3 separate regions of the Rattus norvegicus genome follow, and regions 1 and 2 are each linked to region 3. The links are chromatin contacts, called in public Hi-C maps. All regions are on one chromosome and are shown on one strand. The core of a region is the stretch at or near the end of the contact, and the rest is flanking DNA. Distances in the headings are between cores, read along the strand shown. Region 1 holds the start of Cybrd1 (cytochrome b reductase 1). Region 2 overlaps Mettl8 (methyltransferase 8, tRNA N3-cytidine). Region 3 overlaps Tlk1 (tousled-like kinase 1).

Region 1 (3,729 bases), core at 831-3,330, 420 kb after region 3:
GTCCTTTCCAGTTTTCTCTCTGCACTCCAGGAGCCCTCTCTGCTGTAGGCTTGGGACAGTGTGAAAACCCTGTCCACCAATCTAAATAGTCCTGTTCATTACTGGATTACCCAATTTAAATATGCTGTTCATTCTGCATGGAGACCCTGATAGACACATTAATCTCCCATCAAAATGCCCTTCCTTCCATTTGTTTAATCTCCTTACCAAGGGAAAAATAACAACATGGTCACAGGCTGCAGACTCAAAACTCTTACCCCCAGGGCCTTGACACTTCACTTCCTTGCTCCAAACCTTTAGTTTTAAAAGCACACAATATTTTAGGGACTGGAGAGTTGGCTCAGCTATTAAGTGCATTGGCTACTTTTCCAGCAAACCAGGGTTCAGTTTCCAGCACTCACATAGTGGTTTACAACTGTAGTCTGTAACTATAGTCTTAGGGGATCCACTGCCCTCTTCTGGCCCCTGTGGGCATTGCATGCAGTGGTACACGGACATGGAGACAAAACTCTCATATTTATAAAATAAATAAATAAATCAGAATAAATAAAACTTCAAGATGTTATTTATAGTTTGTTATTTTAAAATTAATTTTAAACATCTATTTGGTGTGGTATGGTGTGTGTGTGTGTGTGTGTGTGTGTGTGTGTGTGTGTAGCACAGCGTGAATGTGGAGGTCAGAGGACAGCTTGTAGGTTTTCTTTTTTATGTGTAAGTTCTTTGTACCACACTCAGGTTATCATACTTAGTGACAAGTGCCTTTACCTAGTAGCCCTCAAAACCTATCTTTGGAAAAACCATTCCTTGGTGAGCATGCCCACAAGCACAGGTGTGCATACACACACAGATACACGCTACCTTTCCTGTGTTTTTAAGGTCTCCAGGGGTTAGAGGGAGCATCCAAATGCATTTTGCAAGCCGTGGCATCCAGCACCCCTTTTCTCCGATAGAACGCTGACAATGTTCTTGTCCCACCTAGAAAGACAATGACAAAGGGAAAGGGCAGGGAGCCAGTGCCTCTTCATCAAGATAAGTCACTTAGGGACCTTTAAGGTTTAGGCTCTCATTAGTTTGAGCAGGCAGACATCTTTAAAACCATATTACCATACTCCAGGCAAGTCCAGGGCAGTGGCTGCCTGTATTCCCGGGCTCAACAGCAAGTTGCAGGTGGCTTATATTCTGTTATTTCCATCGTTTCCAGCCATTATTACTATTGAGATCGTGTAGCATGTATCTCAGGCTGGCTTCAAACTCACTATGTAACTGAGGATGGTATTAAACATCTGATCCTCCTGCCTCTACTTTTCCCGTGGTAAAATTACAAGATGTGCGCCACTGCACCGGGTTTAATCAGTTCTCAGCTGCGCTTTCAGTCTTCACTTTCTCTCTGTTTTGATTTTGAGGCAGGCTCTCTGTAGTGGGTCTGGTTTGGAACTCACTATGTAGCCTAGAGTGATTTTACACTTGTGGCTATTCTCCTGCCTCAGCCTTCTGAATGTTGGGATCACAGGCAAGCTCCACTACCAGTCTCAGCCCTATAAAGTAAGGCCAAGTTCACTGCTGCCCTCACCATCCTCTGGGAGTCAGGAAGCTTCATTAATTGCAACCATAGGCATCATCACCTCCAAAGGATCTCTCTCTTCCTCTCCCTCCCTCCCTCTCCCTTCCTCCTCCCTCCCTCTTCCCTCCCTCCTCCCTCCCTCAGGCCCTCCCTACCAATAAGGAAACAAGGCATGAAGAGTTCAAGGAAAGTGGTGGGTTTGAGCTCCCGGGCACTGTCTTGGTGAGGTACTGACTCACACACTCTAGGAAGTTGGATCTTCATCAGGTGGTGGCCACCACGCAGCCAGAGCTCACGGTGTGACCTCTTGATCGAGGGAGGGGGTAAGGGGTGGGACCGTCTGGAGCTTGGGCCCGCGGCACCCCCGGGAGGCCCCATAGCCTGTTACCCCGAGAAAGCCCCTCCCCACGGGCGGAGACGGCGCCGAGGAGTCGCCGCCCTGGCCCCACCGCCTGGCCAGTACCCCGAGGCCACTGCAGCAACGCCAAGTTCTCCATCAGTCTGTCCTGGAGCATGGGTTGCTGATGGCCATGGAAGGCTACCGGGGCTTCCTGGGACTGCTGGTGTCCGCGCTGCTCGTGGGCTTCCTGTCGGTGATCTTCGTGCTCATCTGGGTCCTGCACTTCCGAGAGGGGCTTGGCTGGGACGGCGGCGCGCTCGAGTTTAACTGGCACCCGGTGCTCGCCGTGACCGGCTTCGTCTTCATCCAGGGCATCGGTACTGGGACCCTCGAAGGGGATGGTGGGGTCACTGCGCGATGGGGACCTGTGGATTCCGAGGAATCCATGAAACTAGGGAAGTTTCCTTCTGTGGGCAGGGCCTGAGCAGTCAGGATCGCGAAAACCCTGCTTCGGCGAGGCCTGCCTTTGAACTTGCTTCAGGTCTCCTAGGGAGAGAGGAAGGCGGGGAGCCCAAGTCTCCGCGCAGAGCGTGGTCAGCTGGTGCCTCTCCACCCTCTGCCCTGTCCTCTCCTCCCGAGCGCGAGCACCGGGCACTTCTATCAGTCACCGGCTGCTGTCTGGCTGTGCTCCACTTGTTGATGTGGCGAAAGTTCCGTGGCAGAGTTTTGCTGTCTGGAATCTGGCGGGGAGGTGTGGGCAGAGCGTGGCCCCGAAGGATGGCTGGAAGCTCGGGGTCGGGTCTCTCTCTCTCTCTCTCTCTCTCTCTCTCTCTCTCTCTCTCTCTCTCTCTCTCTCTCTCTCGTGTGTGTGTGTGTGTGTGTGTGTGTGTGTGTGTGTGTGTGTGTGTGTGTGTTGCTATGCAATGCCACTCATCGTCTTGACTGTCTCTTTCAGTTAATGTGGCGGCACACCATATTCATTTTTCCAAAAAGGCTGTGTGTGACATTGAGAATGCGTTCAGAAAAGCAACGCTGTTGTGTTGGGGTTGGTTAGTTAGCACAAACCATTTGAGAGGCTCGGAACTGGTTCTAGCAGCCTGGCTTCTCAACAGGCCTCCTCTCCTTCACCAAGACTGAAAGTCCCACAAACGAGCAAACACAGAAGCACTGGCTTCTTTCCTGAAGAAAAATTGTTTTTGTGTGTGTTGTCCCCGCCTACCCCGCATGCTTTAAACCTGTGCTAGGGCCTCCAGCAAGTGTGGCCAACCTTCTTCCATGGAAATATGAGGGAAGGTATTACTAATGCTCAGCTTCTGTGGTGTGAGGTAGGCATCCAAGCCGTTTCATTGCATAGTTCCCAGCCATTTGGCCACTACCCTAAAATGCGAAAAACATATCCAAGTTCCAAAGTTCCGACCACCAGAACCACTCTTCCCTTCACGGTGGAGCCCTTTAGTTTTAGCCAGAGTTGTTAATATCCTTCCTCTGTCTAATCAAATAGTCCCAAACGTCTCTTCGTGGCTTCCATCCACCCAGAACAGCTCCGGACGCTGTGAACCCCTTTAGATGTTTGGATGGAGTGCTGTAGTTAAGGGTGAGGGAAACACAGATGACAGCGGGTTCCCTGTCAAGCGGGTTGACTCCAGAGCTAACCAGCAGGCGCAGAAATTCTTTTCAGCGCCTTATTCTCAACACCTCCCCCTCCCAGTGCTCTCCACTTACTGTGCTTTCACAGCAATGTGCCCACTTTCTGAAAAGTGGTCTTTTTAGCAAGTCAAAACGCCATCTAAAATATATTTTGAGGCCATCCATTCACATTGGCATGCAT
Region 2 (3,554 bases), core at 659-3,158, 330 kb after region 3:
AACAAACAAACAAACAAACAAAAAAAACTGTCCATCAGATTATTTCCAGATTTGTGGAGAGCGGTGTCTCTATGTAGCCCAGGCTGGCCTGGAACCCTCTATGTGGCCCAGGCTGGTGTTAAGCTCTTAGAAATCTGCTTAGGCCTCTGCCTCTGGCTCCATAGTGCAGGGATTAAACGTATGTACCACCATGGCAAAACATGATAGAAAATTTTATTTTTAGAAAGATGATCTGTTAATAATCAGAATATGTTAAAAATTTGTCACAGCACTGTTTATACATATGCTGGAAAAGTATAAATAGTTATTTTTATAGTGCTGGTTAAATTATTAAATGCATATCCATAGAGAGGTGCAGAACTAGAGTTTCATAAAGGTTGCTCATTGTCAGAGTCCGGATGTGCAGGGCCGGAAGTGCCTGAGGGAGAGCCAGAGATAGGACTTGCCAAACCAGCTATCAGCCCCAAGGACACTGACCATCCATAGCCACCCCCTCCCCTTCCTTCACCCCCCTGAGTGAGATGAGCCACCCTACCTGCCTGCCGAGCTGCTAGATAACACATACTCCTTGCTGATGTCATTTCGAGCCGAAAGTAACCGTGCACCTTTTGAATTGACCAATCATGTGTAACCTCTCGAATGCCCCTTACCTCCCCTATATAAACCCCCGAGTTTGGAAGCTCGGGGTCGATTCCTCTGTCTCCTGTGTGAGATACGTGTCGACCCGGGATCCCGCTAAGACCCGGGATCTCGTTAATAAAGCTACCTCTTGCTGTTACATCAAGAATGGCTCCTCGTGATTCCTGGGGGCACCCCTCCCTGCGATCGGAGCGAGAGACGCGGCTCCCCGTTTTGGGGTACGCTCTTTCAGAGGAAAACCAAATATCCATGCAAAATGTTGCTAAAACCTTAAACTTATTAATACAGAAAAACATTCTCTGAGTAGGTAACGGAGAAAAGAAGGAAGGAAAACTTCTGAATGGTCCTATTCTGGAAATGGAATACACACATGCACGTATACACAGTCCCTGTCTAGGAAGATGGTTCCTAACTCAGCCTCATGGATGATCTCAACACACCTTAAAATGTTCCTTCCAGGGTTGGCTTGTTTGTGATCTGTTTTGAGACAGGGTCTTAGGCTGGCCTAACCCAGGCTGACCTCGAAATTGCAATATAGCCAAGGCTGGTTTTGAACTCATCTTCCTGTCTCCACCTCTCAAAGAACAACAAAAATATTCTCAAAGTACCCTTGTACTTACAGAACAATTATTTTTAAAATTACGAAGTATATACATTCTATATGATCTCTATGAGTAGAGAGAAGGAGGGGGAAGCAGCTGGCCTGGGCACTAGGTGGCACTCACTCTAGAAAGGTCGCAGAAGCCCCATTAGGATGTCAAATTCCAGGGATCTAGAAAATTCCTATTCACCAGTCATAGCAGGCATTTGCTACCTTGTCTTTTGTTTTTCCTTCAAAATTATACACATATATGTAACAATCAAATAGGGTAGTTAGCGTTTTATATTAAACACTTATCATGTAACAATCAAATAGGATATTTAATATCATTAAACACTTTTCCTGCCATTGTAGCTACAGCCACTATTTTTGTTTGTTTGTTGTTTGTTTTTATTTGTTTGTTTGTTTTTGTTTGTTTGTTTTTGTTTGTTTTTCCACTTTTTTGTACCAGGCATAGGATGCCTCCGTGCCTCCCTCTTCCTCCCTCCCCTTCCTGTCCCCTGGTGACCACAGCTCTGCACCGCCATTTGCCATTATGCTGTTTTCTCTCCTCATTTAGCAACTGTGGTTCTGAGGCACCACGATCATTTCATTTATAGTACTTGTTAATCGTCAGACTGCAAACACAGATGGCCCTAGTCAGGTCTGCCCAGCCTTGCAAGGAAGCGGAAGCCAGCCCCGGGGAAGCTCTCCCGCCCTCTGCTGGGCATCTCCAGAAAGACAACTTCCAATCACAGGCCTTTCATTTTCCTTTTGGTTTTCAGGGAGGAATTTGGGAACTGGTTCTTGGAACTGCTTGCTGAAAAAGACAATTCCTGACTAAAACATTGCTTTCTTTCCTCATACCAAATAGAAACATCAAAATGAAACTGCTCTGTGAATATATTCCATCAAAGACATTGTGGGACTTTGTGTATCAACTTAAAGGTGTAATAAGAAAGCACCATGAAAAAACAGGCATGGCGTACCACATTGATAACCACAGGATTCCAGCAGCTAAGGAAGAAGGGTCCTGAGCTCCAGGCCAGCCAGGGCTACATAGCTGAACTTCTGTCTCAAAACTTTTAAAAAGAAAAAAGGGGCTGACAAGACGGTTGGTTCAGCAGGTAAAGGGGCTTGCCTTATATGCCTGGCACTGAGTTCCGGCTCACGCCTGCACTTGGGTGGCAGAGGAAGGAAGTCTGCTGCAAGTTCAAGGCCAGCCTGGACCACAAAGGTGTGTTTCACAGCAGTCAGTACCACATATCTGAGATATTGAGTCAAAAACCAAAACAAAAAATAGGACATCTTGCCAGGTGGTGGCGCACATCTTTAATCCCAGTACTGAGGAGACAGAGGCAGGCGGATCACTGAGAATGGAGGCCAGCCTGATCTACAGAGTGAGTTCCAGGAAAGCCAAGGCTACATAGAGAGACCCTGTGGCAAAAAAACAAACAAACAGCAAGGCCAAAACCAACCAACCAACCAACCAAACAAACAAACAAACAAAAAAAAAGGATCTTAAACAGAAATCTGCTAAAGACCAAAAAAGTCAACTTCAGAATCTTATCTATGCTCTTAGAAAGACAGCCCTGCCAGGCTCCATGGCTTTGGCCTCACTCAGTCACTGCCTCTCACAAAGCAGGAAACTAAAGTTAAGAATTCTCACGCTGGGGAGATGGCTCAGCGGTAAGGTGCACTTGTTCTTGCAGATGATGAGTTCAGTTCCTAGCACCTACATGACGGCTTACAACCGTCCGTAACTCCAGTTCTAGGGGATCTAGGGCCTTCTTGTCACCAACCTGGTCGCTAGGCGCACACACGATGACAGACGGACACCACTCATGACAGAGTACAACACTCATACACATTTAAGGGGTGGGGGTGGTTCTCGAGTTCTGGTCTTGCTTTCTCATGAACCTTTACAGTCTTGCTGTTTTCTCCTTTAGGAATGAAGCATTGAGGATCCAGCTCTGTTGACATGCCAACCCCAAAATCAATATGCAGAAGAGGAGCGAGGCAGTGAGATTCAGCTATGACTACAGAGATGCCCTAAGCAGCTAAAGAGCAAGGTGGTGACGATAAACAGATGCAGTATGTATTACGTTGCTCTAAATCCTTTCACCCTGGTGTCATCTCAGTTGGACCTCTAAAGAATTTATTGAAGCTTTGTCTTAATAGTTTAAACAATTGCTCCACAAGATTTTAAATCACAGTCTGGAACTGTTCTAAGACATACAGAGTGACTGCACATGTGCCATAGCCCCCCCCCCCCCCCCCATTCAGCTCTTGACTCAGTCTGGTGCACTTGTTACCACTGACAACAATGGACTAC
Region 3 (3,793 bases), core at 188-2,687:
TGAATCTTGATGTGTATGATCTGATAATGGGGAGTGAGGGGAGCTCTCTTCAAAGAGGTTTCTTTTAAAGACTTGAAACTATGTTTCAGAATTGAAACTATGTGTCTGCCCGATAGCCTATGCTTCTGAAAAAGCTTTACAAATGGAAGGAAAAAGCCCATTCCTACTGGAGAGTTAAAATTGTCACGAGAAAAAAAAAGTTAACAAGCCCTGGGATAGCTTAGTCCAGAAGCCACCAGTGTTAGGGTCCACAGTGGCTTCAGATTCACAGAGTACAAGGTGGGCAGCAGCATTAGCCTGGGAAAGAGGATCCAACCTACCCAGTTGCACCCCCAGGAATGTGCTCTAGGCCTCCCAAAACTGAGTGTGCTAGGGCAGGTGAGGGACTCCTGAGAGGCACAGGCAGGCCTCCCATTGCCCAGATAGGGGTTCAAAAGCATACCAAACCCAGGGGCTGGCTGCTGCCCAGTCGTCCATCTCCTTAGGGCCTCCGAATGCTTCCAAGGGTGTGGGGATGGCATGCCTAACCCTCTCTTAGGCACTCAGGTGTGGGTTGCTGTGCTAACTCACTTCCTGTGCTAGGTCCTGCCAGGCAGGGGAGTCAATAAACAGTTTGCAGACGTAGAAGCCTCCCATAGGAGTTAGTGACTAGACAAAGCCGGAACTGACTTCCAAACCAGACCCCACATCTCCACATTACCCTTCTGCATATTTAAAAAGAAACTAGTAATTTGGTCATTAGTAGACAAAATAATTGAAAACTGAAACACCTAAACACACTGCCAAATATTATATTCCTTTTTTTTTTTTTTGGCAACTTCGGTGTCTACGTTTGATGACTACCCTGTCTTACAGAAGACTTCCTGCTAAGTGGATGAATGAACACATATACAGCAGGCAATTAACTCAGATTGGACGGTGGGGTCATGGTGTTTGGCCCAGGGCTTTCCCAACAGCCTAAGAGCCTTGAAGCTTACATGAAAATTTGGAATGGAGTCACTTCGTGGTCAGGATTCTTTGTGGAAGGCCGTGCTGAACAACCCACAGTGACATGCACGAAGGGACAGGAGCATATACTTTTCAATTCCAAGACTTGGGAGGGATGCATTGAAACTTTTCCATACTTCCAGAACTTTCTTTTGAGTGAGCTACTGAGTCAGTTCAAAAGCTTTCAACAGGAAGAGAACAGCAGTGGGCAGGGAGAAGCTTGGAGCTGCTTTCTGCTTTTCCATGAGAGGCGTCAACACCCTAGAGGCCTTTCAGGGAGGGCATGCATGTCCAATTTGTGGGTAGTCTCATCTGACTGCAGAAGGCAAGGGAACACAGCAGGGAGCACTGGTTTGCACCTCACTTTCATGTTACCTGAAGTGAGCTTAGACACGAAGGTGCTCTCCAGTGACTCACTGCCTCTGTGTGCACTGACATCGTTCCAACATGAGGGTGCTCTCCGGTGACTCACTGCCTCTAACTGTGTGTGCTGACATCGTTCCAATACTTTTCTTTGGGTTTGCTCTTTTATGATGATAAAAAAAAAAGTCACATATGCTCTTTGATTTTTGTCACTACTGAAAAGTGACATTTCAGGCTTCCAAAGATAGATAGGTTGGGCTTTGTCTGTCTGTCTACCTACCTACCTTTTATAGGCCCTGCCAGGCTGGCCCTGGGCTTCAACTAATGCTCCCACCTCGACACATCCCGATACTGAGGTTGCAGGTACTTTTCACTATGCTTAGCTTCCCTCCTCCCCTTCGGATGCATCAGTGACCATGAGGCTCTGTCACATCGGCTTCCTCTGTGGAAGAACAGACCCTCCCTCCTCCATCTTACTCCAAATGGCTGTTACAGAGAGATGACAGAAAAGCACAGAAGAGCTTCTGAGCAAACAGCATACTGGCCAAAGCAGCTTCTGGCTGGTTCTACACAGTTCCTGGGCCTTTCCCCTGCAAACTCGGTTCCTAGTCACTCCATTTGCTTGCCTTCCCTTTTCTGGGAATCCAATCATCTCTTCCTTGAAACTTGATTCAAACATTGAGAAATTACTTTTTTCTTGCAGGAATTTAAATTATCACAATAGACTTCTCTTTGTGCATAAGGCAAAAGCGATGATCTTGGAGTTTTTAAAAAAAGCAGTGGATGCTGGCATTTACTAAGTGCTGGGCATAGTTCAGAGTACAGTGACCTTTACTCCACACAGCGATGTTAGAAACTTGGATCCTCATTTTGAGAGCTGTCAGCGTCCTGTTTCCACACTGTGATGCTGTTTCTGTGCCCTCAGTGTGCTGCCTGGGCAGGTGATCCACACCCGCCCAAGCTGAAGGCTGGGGCTCCGCCTGAGGGATCCGAGCTGAGGCCTCAGGTACAAGCCACACACCCTGCTATTCACTTGAAACTTTCTACCATTTTGGTTCGGTTTTATGGAAACAAATTCTGAATTCAGGTTACACACTCAAATCTTACCTATTGAAGAAAAAATTTTCAGGGTGTCTTAGCATGGGAAAGCTCTGCTTAACAAGGCCCAAGTCTACTGCAACGGGATAGCCTCTGGGCAGGGCACAACTGTGAGACTCCTTTCTGTAGCAGGGCCTCTCTTTCTGTGGTCTTGTCTGGGGTATTCTAACCCCCCCCCCCCGCCGCCTCTACCTGAGGAATGTCATATAGCCTTAATTAGTTTATAGGATCAAACTCCTTTCTCCAGAGAAAACATTCATTCAGCCGGCATCTGAGATTACAGAAATGATTCCCCATGCTAACGAGGCATTCCAGGTTCCTTAAAGCCCCCAGCCAATGATCTTTGCTCATCTTAGATGTCCCTACCTTCAGTCCCTGAAAACTTTATAAGCCTCCAGTCACCCTAAGTAAAGATAATCTGCCTACTGACAAGCAGTAGTCGTGTGGTCATCCACTGTACATACTCCCAGGGCTTCCAAACTCCAACCCTTTCAACATCTCTGCTATCTTTGCCCCTGTGGACCAAGTCGGCCTATGATCCGTGAGGGCAGGGAGACCCACATCTTAGGAGACACTGTGAACAAGGTGACTCTTACAAAGAAAAACCCTCAGCTGGGGCTGGCTTACAGTTTCAGTCCAGTATTATTATCATGGTGGCATGCAGGCAGACATGGTGTTGGAGAAATAGCTGAGAGTTCTTCGTCGTGATCCGAAAGCATCCAAATAGACTGGTCCAGACTGGGTGGAGCTTAAGCACACATATGACCTCAAAGCCCACCTCCATAGTGACACGTTTCCTTCAACAAGGTCATACCTACCTCTTAATAGTGCCACTTCCTATGTGCCAACCACTCAAACACATTAATCAATGGGGACCAAACTTATTCAAACCACTAGAGGGAGTGGAGTAGACCACACATACAATCCCAGCATTCTGGAGGCTGAGGCAGGAGGATTGCTATCAACTTTGAGGCCAGCTTGGACAACATAACCAGGCTCTAGATAAATTAATTAATGGGGAAAAGGAAGTAAGATAACTGGAGATGTATTTTGGCTGGGAAAGCCAATTCAGATACAAATGGACAGGCTATACACACTCAAAACCACTATAGAATGAGTCAACATCCAAAAATTCAACTTAGGAACTAGCGGCCAAAGCAGTTTTAGAATTAGTCTAAATATTCAAAACACTGAAATTTCATGTACTCAGAGGAAAAACTTCTTTAAAAACATGGAAATTTACAGTCAAACTAGAGAAGGACCTGGTGAGTTTGTTCACATTTAAACTCAAGTAGGGAAAGTGGGTGGCCACAAGGAAAGCCAACCGCATGTCTCCCGCCCCCCG

Evidence for each region. Hi-C and Micro-C count contacts between places; a contact is called where the count stands out from the background.
Region 1: a Hi-C map of kidney shows a contact between it and region 3, with 2.7 times the contacts expected there. The contact joins the promoter of Cybrd1 here to the enhancer-like site in region 3. A contact is called at or near these places in 3 of 12 Hi-C or Micro-C datasets (hepatocytes, kidney and psoas muscle).
Region 2: a contact with region 3 is called in a Hi-C map of liver, with 6 times the contacts expected there. The contact joins two enhancer-like sites. A contact is called at or near these places in 9 of 12 Hi-C or Micro-C datasets (the A7r5 cell line, Schwann cells, hepatocytes and 4 more) and 1 of 1 datasets of contacts at active chromatin or transcription factors (oligodendrocytes).

Annotation. Positions count from the first base shown.
Region 1 is chr3:76,340,513-76,344,241 of GRCr8, forward strand. It overlaps Cybrd1 (cytochrome b reductase 1), which reads left to right and starts at 2,081. Exons shown (of 4, transcript NM_001011954.1): 1 at 2,081-2,278. The coding sequence starts at 2,086.
Region 2 is chr3:76,252,768-76,256,321 of GRCr8, forward strand. All of the region lies in intron 1 of Mettl8 (methyltransferase 8, tRNA N3-cytidine), which reads right to left. Among named protein-coding and RNA genes, the nearest start is that of Mettl8, 17 kb to the right of the region's middle. Within about 2 kb of position 1,909, at least 20 of the 93 cell types and tissues checked have an H3K27ac peak or open chromatin away from gene starts, as enhancers often do. A contact at or near this core is called in liver, where this site is marked.
Region 3 is chr3:75,924,659-75,928,451 of GRCr8, forward strand. Tlk1 (tousled-like kinase 1) reads right to left here. Exons shown (of 20, transcript NM_001395018.1): 20 at 3,645-3,793. Among named protein-coding and RNA genes, the nearest start is that of Gorasp2, 44 kb to the left of the region's middle. Within about 2 kb of position 1,438, at least 12 of the 93 cell types and tissues checked have an H3K27ac peak or open chromatin away from gene starts, as enhancers often do. A contact at or near this core is called in kidney and liver, where this site is marked.